2 separate regions of the Danio rerio genome follow, and region 1 is linked to region 2. The links are chromatin contacts, called in public Micro-C maps. All regions are on one chromosome and are shown on one strand. The core of a region is the stretch at or near the end of the contact, and the rest is flanking DNA. Distances in the headings are between cores, read along the strand shown. Region 1 holds the start of cyp2p7 (cytochrome P450, family 2, subfamily P, polypeptide 7). Region 2 overlaps cyp2n13 (cytochrome P450, family 2, subfamily N, polypeptide 13).

Region 1 (3,507 bases), core at 561-3,060, 55 kb after region 2:
CCAGAGCACCCGGAGAAAAGTCATGCCAACACAGGTAGAACATGCAAACTCCACACAGAAATGCCAACTAACCCAGCTCGAACCAGCAACTTTCTTGTTGTGAGGCGATTGTGCTACCCACTGCGCCACTGTGCTGCCCACCCTGAGAATTTATGTTTGAAAAAATGTTTGAATTATCTTGTAAAAGTAGGCTTTCATCCAGCAAATGAACTCAAAAGCACTTAAATAAATTCACTTCCCGCATGTCAAATATTTGAATCACTCAACTTTAGGAGTATGAGCTTCCATGGTAAATTAGCACATAAGCATATTGTAATGCAGCTATTTACATAGAGGTGTTTACTTTGCAGAAGTGCAAGTCACATACAAGTTCATTCTGTTTCTATTTTCAGGAAAGAGAGTGTGTCTTGGGGAGCAGTTGGCGAGGATGGAGCTCTTCCTCTTTTTCACCTCTCTGCTGCAGCATTTCACTTTCTCTTCACCAGCAGGTGTGGAGCCCAGCTTCAATTACAAACTGGGAACAACTCGTGCTCCTAAACCATTCAAATTGTGTGCTGTATCTCGATAAGACAGACAGTACTTGTGACTGATTCTGTATATTTACGGATTTGATTGTTTTGGAAAATGCATTACCATTCGCTTGCTTTGGATAGTGATATATAATTAAGTTTGAGCTAGCGTCTAAAAAACTTGTGCTGTGTAAACTATTTTTTTGTGTGGTCATGATGCATAAAATAGCTTAAATGCTTGATAAATGTCTCTCATGCTGCACCCATGAGGTCTTCACAGTATTGAAGCAGATGTATTAGGTTATTGTAAGCTGAGAAAATATTATATACTATTCCTTCTATGCTAATGAAGGACAACTGAGACATTCCAAGCATGGGATGGGTCCTCCTGATGTGGCAGAATTCCTCACAGCTCCGATACACATCTCTGCCATTTGCTTACAGTAACCATGTGCTTTTCACCATACACAATTCATCTGCCCGTAATCTTCCTTCATATAACTTTGTCATGTTTGGTGTCATTTGACAGTTTAGGACTTCAGCTTTGTAGTGATGAAATCAACAGAGACATTGATTGATTGTATTTTAATATACAATATAATAACTATTGTTGAGTCATGGCCTGAGGAAAGAATGTTAATGTTCTTCTCCCCCACTTTATCTCCTCAACTTTGCTCTCATGTTCAGCTGGTTTTGGGGGTTGGTATTCACTTATTTTTGACAATGCTTTGCTCAGTATAATAAGGAAAGGGTTGATCTGGGAGAATGGCTTTTATCTGCTTCTCCCCCACACCAGTGCGTAGCCTCATATGCTAACAAAGGCAGTTTCACTGTCTTTGTTACACAGCAGTGCTTACTTTACAGCTAATTTCATTATACAGTATGTTAGTTTGTTTTATTCTACTGTCTGTATATTTAAATGTAACTTGATAAACAACTTTGCCTGCTTTAAGACATAGAGATTCTTTCTCCTTATCAATGATGAAAACAACTTTAATGGAGTCAGATTAATTACAATGGAGTCAGATAAATAATGGACTTAAACCTTCAACTGCTTTCTTTCCGATATTGTTTCAATATAGCAGCGTAAGCCTCAAGCCTTACAGTTATGCATTTAACTTTGTGACTCAGTGACGTATACTGTATGCTTGTCAAATATAAGGTCATGTAGAGTGTCTTAAAGCACTGATTACATAACCTTAAATCTGGAACTGTGCCACAACTGCATTGCAAAACAGTCCAAGGAAAGGAGTCCTTTCGAGTTAAAGCGCTGTACAGATCGTAAACCTGACTGAAGTTCATCATGGACGTGTTGCAGTTCTACAAGTGGCTTGACATCAAGACTGTTTTGGTATTTTTAGTTGTGTTTTTATTTTTGAGTGATTATATCAGAAATAAATCGCCGAAAAACTTTCCTCCTGGACCCTGGTCTTTGCCGTTTATTGGACACATTCATCATATCGAGCACAAGAAGGTTCATCTTCAGTTTTTAAAGGTAAATTGTTATACATCTTTACTTTAAACGCGTAAGTTATATATTGTATTTGTAGTTAAACTACAGTAGCTGACTTTTAATTGTTGAGGGTTGGAAGTCTGGATAATTTACAGCTAAAGAGCGCGAAGAGGTCAAAATTACGATTATTTAAAAGACAAATGGTTTACTGTTAGTTGAAAGGTGTTTTGGGCATGTTTTAGCTGGTCAGACCAATTATTACTAGAAGCACATTTAGCATGAACAACATCGCGCTCGCACACACAAAATCTCTGTTATTTAATTCAATCTGTGTATAATGTTTATAGTACATCTATCTGTAAATATTACCCATAGTTTTTCTCTAATTGCACTTTATAAATTATACCTATATCCACTTTAACTCCGCGACTTTCGCTTTAAGATTTAAAGGGCTAGCATTGCACCAGACCCCTAAGTGTTTTCGTTTAAGTGTAGAAGATATTTTATGCACATAGGCTATGGATCATTTTGGTTTTTATTCGACTGTACAAAAGTTATTTACACTTAAATACACAGTATTTTGGAAACCCAAGCTGGGTATTGAACATTGGTTTGTTTTCATATTTTTCATATGGTTCATATGACAGCTGTACAAGTTATAGCTCAAATATAAGCTCTTGCCGGTGCTCATACAGTTCTAGCTTTCTTTTTACTGAATTATATTCACATATCAAACACTTGCCAAATGAATTGTGGTGTTTCCATGGCGCAGAAGTGAAAACAATACATTTATGATCAATAAGCAGCCCCAGATAGCACAGACAGCTGTCATCTCTTACCTTATGCTGTGTGCTTCAGGGCCATTTCTCCTCTGTTTTTGAGGTGATGTGCATAAGTAGTCCTTTATATGTCTGATGTGGTCCAAACACAGTGAATTAAGTTTGATCAAATGTAAGAATAGTGAAATATGAAGACAATGATCGATCCCTGTGGCCTGTATAGCACCTCTCATCAGTTAGAATACAATAACTTTTGCATAGATAATGGTGGAGACTATTTTTCCCCCCTATGATTACAGACATGTGCAGGAACCACCAAAATTAATTACAGCAACCTAGACCACACAGAACCTAAAAGGTACACTTTCAAATTTGAGTTTATAAAAAATACAAAAAGCGCCTCTTTTTTTAGGTGTTTATTATAACACAGACGACATATACAGATATTTTAAACACTTTCAATAGTGTTTTATGAAAGTTCAAAGGGTTTTCTTTAAATGATACCAAATTTTTGCATTTACACCTCTGCATGTGGATTTGGAAAGCTTTTAAATTTGGGAAGGCAAAATCCAGGTGGAAATCCAAAAACAACACTGGGGTTTAATATATATTTTATATTGCATTATGTTTAAATAATATTGCTATTGAGTTATTGACTATATAAGTTATTGACTGTATGAAAACATTGTGAACAGTTGGGACTTCATAAAGTTGAAAATATATGAAAGTGTGTGAACTAATAAATATGACTTTTTTAGCCTGCTAT
Region 2 (3,429 bases), core at 926-3,425:
TGTGGTACAGAGTTTGTTGTTGTATTAGATATGTTATTTTAATTACATATTATATATATTATTTACATAATGCTTTCACTATATTATAAGAGCTTGTCACTAAGTGATAAGCACAGTTTTTCAGCAAAATTAACATTAAAGTGAGCGGCGTTTGTCCTACAGGTTCATTTGCAATAGCACCCTTCCAATGGATATTGGATAAGAGGAAATGGCCAAGCATCCAGCCCCAAACATACAACTATCTTATTGAATCTCCATGGTTTTACAAGAGAGAAGTTAAAGGCCTACAAGTCTTTGAATGTCAACAATGTTGTTCTCTGTGGTCATGTGCAAGAAATAATGTTCCATGATTACCAGATTCAAAACTATGTAGTGCTAAAAACTGAGGTTCTCCCTAGCTAAAGATAAGGAAAGAAGACGGAACTGTACAAGGCCTGGGTAATCATCAACAAGCAATTCTGCATTCTGACAGTGAATAGCATCTGTACAGCAGGGTATGTGAACATACATTTTTACATTTCATTCTGAGCATTCAGTGTCTGCATTTTAACTATATTTTACTGTTTTTGCTAAAATCATTGCTGTATTAAAAACAAGTAATGTGTATAATTCAGCATAGTGTGAACTTACCTGAAATGAGAACTGCAGAGTCTAGCATTTTTAATTAGGTCATCACTTTATTCAGCTCTTCTAATGGCTGCTAAGAAGAGCCATCTGAAGTCTGCGGTTGGCATTAAAAGCAGTGTGTTGTACGATAAAATTTAAGTTTTCTATTTTTGGACTTGATTTTGGCTTCCTACTGCACAACACGGCATGTTTGTTATTGCAACAGGTCTTTTTTTTGCAACCCGAATGCACGGTTGAACCTGTGTGACGTAGGCTAGGTTGGTAATTCCCCTATATGATTCGCCCTTGCCTAGATCGTGTGGTCTGGATTCATTCATTCATTCATTTTTCTTTTCGGCATTGTTCCTTTATTAATCCGGGGTCGCCAAAGCAGAAAGCCGTCAACTTATCCACCTTGTTTTTACGCAGCGGATGCCCTTCCAGCCAAACCCATCTCTGGGAAACATCCACTCATCCAAACACACACACCCATACACTACGGACCGTGTTTGGACTGTGGGGGAAACCAGAGCACCTGGAGAAAACCCACACGAACGCAGAGAGAACATGCAACCCCCACACGGAAATGCCAACTGATCCAGCCGAGGCTCGAACCAGCGACCTTCTTGCTTTGAGGCGACAGCACAACCTACCGCATCACTGTGTCGCCATGTGGCCTAGATTGTTTGTCCTAAAATGTGTGGGTCTGCAGCTAGATATATCTCATTTTAATCTAAAAGGTTGCAGTCTAAACGTCTTACCTCTAGATGGCGACTGAAATACACATTTTGCCATTTTTGTCCTCAGTCCTGCTTTGTAAAACTGGTAGTACAAAAATTGTACTTTAGGGGTCAGATCTAATTAGTTCAATAGACTTTATGAAAACAACAAATAATATGGTATAATGCATCGCCTATTTTGGATAGGAAATTATTTTAATATATTATATAGTACAGTTATGAATTTATTGTTATACTTTGTGTGTGTGTGTGTGTAGAATTTAAAAATATATATGGCATGTATAAATCACATTTCAGCCCAAATATTTGTTCAGAAAAGTCTAATATGTTGTTCTAATTGGTTAGATAGACCCTGAAATAGAGAGCGGAAGTTAAAATTGCAAAAAGTGTCCCAGATTAGTGGAGTGGGTGCAGTGGGTAGCATGATCGCTTTACAGCAAGAAGGTCGCTGGTTCAAACCCCCTGGCTGGGTCAGTTGACATTTCTGTGTGGAGTTTGCATGTTCTCCTCGTGTTCACACAAGTTTCCTCTGGGTGCTTCGGTTTCCTCCACAGTCCAAAGACATGCGGTACAGATTATAAATTATGATACTGATAAAGTCTTGACATTCGTTTATATTATGTTTACCAACAAACACACACACATTATCTGATGTGTGTATTTATAGTGGATCTCAACCTTGAGAGTCCAAAGAGTACAACACAAACATATTGTGAAATAAGAATATGGATTTCAACATGATTTATTGTTAGGATAAAACCTTGCTATGTTTGCCATCTCATGTTTGTATTATCTGCAGTTTTCACTAACTTGAACTTCATCCCTTGAACCCAATGTCTGTGATCAGTGCCAACAGGTTGATCATTCTGCAAAGCGTATCTTGACACAATGACCTTTTCTCTCTTTTTTAACTCTGTTTTTGCAGATCCACTATTACTAAGCATGTTTTGCAGATTTGATTTATGTTATAGCTAAATCCGATTTCTCTCACACCCATTCAACAAACAAAAACTACAGCGTAAGCTCTAATGAATTGCTTTTCAGAGATTATAAAGTGATATATTAAGGCAAGACACAGCAGGTGAATATGGTAAAAAACATGTTGATATTTGTCACCATACTTACTCAATTGCATTAAGAATTTCACATATTTATGTATTAGATGTTTTCTAAAATCTCTAAATATGCAAGTGAGGCATTATTTTATAAAAGATCTGCTAGTTTGCATGTATTTTTAGTACAAAAATCTAAAAATGGGGTTTAAATTCTTGTTTTGACATACAGTTAGGTCTTTAAATATTGGGACATCGACACAGTCAGTTTTATCTCTATACACCAACACAATGGATTTGAAATGAAACAAACAAGATGTGCTTTAACTGCAGACTGTCAGCATTAATTTAAGGATATTTACATCCAAATCAGATCAACGGTGTAGGACTTACAACAGTTTGGATCACTTTTTATCACTTCATAATTCAGAAAATATTGCTAACAGCCCAGAAAAATAATTGTAGAATTAAATGTTGTATATATTCAGCCCAAATGAACATATCCTTCTGAAGATCCTTCTTAAAGCCCATGTGAACAAAGTGGTGAAGTTTTACTTTATACTGTAAGTACTGCTAAAAAATCTATTTAGGAGAAAAGAGCTTTAAATAATATGCACAGAAACAATTAATAAAGAAACACTTTTTTAGGTGTTTATTTTCAATAAAGCCAGGAAAAGAAAAACAATTTATGAAGTCAAAAAGCCCAAAATGTGAAATAAAAATTGCCAGTAGTGTCATGTTAGATACATATAATGTACTGTAATTGACTATAAATATTGTTCATTAATTCCTAATAAAAATAGTCAGATTTGTCTCAACGTGCTGTTGCACAGATCTTGAACGGGTGTGGAGTGCGTGTTATTCCAATCACTCCATCCATGTTGAGTTTCTCTCCCTCTGTGGCTGAAAATCTGAATTTGCGGAACAAACTGACAAAAAATAGGAAGAGTTCAATTCTGGCGATCTGCTCCCCCAAACAGACCCTCTTTCCTGTGAAAGAGAGACACAGAGCAAGCAGATGTTAATGCAAA

What was found. Hi-C and Micro-C count contacts between places; a contact is called where the count stands out from the background.
Region 1: a contact with region 2 is called in a Micro-C map of caudal fin, with 13 times the contacts expected there. The contact joins the promoter of cyp2p7 here to the enhancer-like site in region 2. A contact is called at or near these places in 3 of 18 Hi-C or Micro-C datasets (caudal fin, hematopoietic stem cells and an unstated tissue).

The regions. Positions count from the first base shown.
Region 1 is chr20:28,243,049-28,246,555 of GRCz12tu, forward strand. cyp2p7 (cytochrome P450, family 2, subfamily P, polypeptide 7) reads left to right here and starts at 1,811. Exons shown (of 9, transcript NM_001083049.1): 1 at 1,811-2,004. The coding sequence starts at 1,813. It overlaps cyp2p6 (cytochrome P450, family 2, subfamily P, polypeptide 6), which reads left to right. Exons shown (of 9, transcript NM_200139.1): 9 at 393-1,465. The coding sequence ends at 568.
Region 2 is chr20:28,188,111-28,191,539 of GRCz12tu, forward strand. cyp2n13 (cytochrome P450, family 2, subfamily N, polypeptide 13) reads right to left here. Exons shown (of 9, transcript NM_001007356.1): 9 at 3,028-3,388. The coding sequence ends at 3,213. Among named protein-coding and RNA genes, the nearest start is that of cyp2n13, 8.8 kb to the right of the region's middle. Within about 2 kb of position 2,176, at least 4 of the 62 cell types and tissues checked have an H3K27ac peak or open chromatin away from gene starts, as enhancers often do.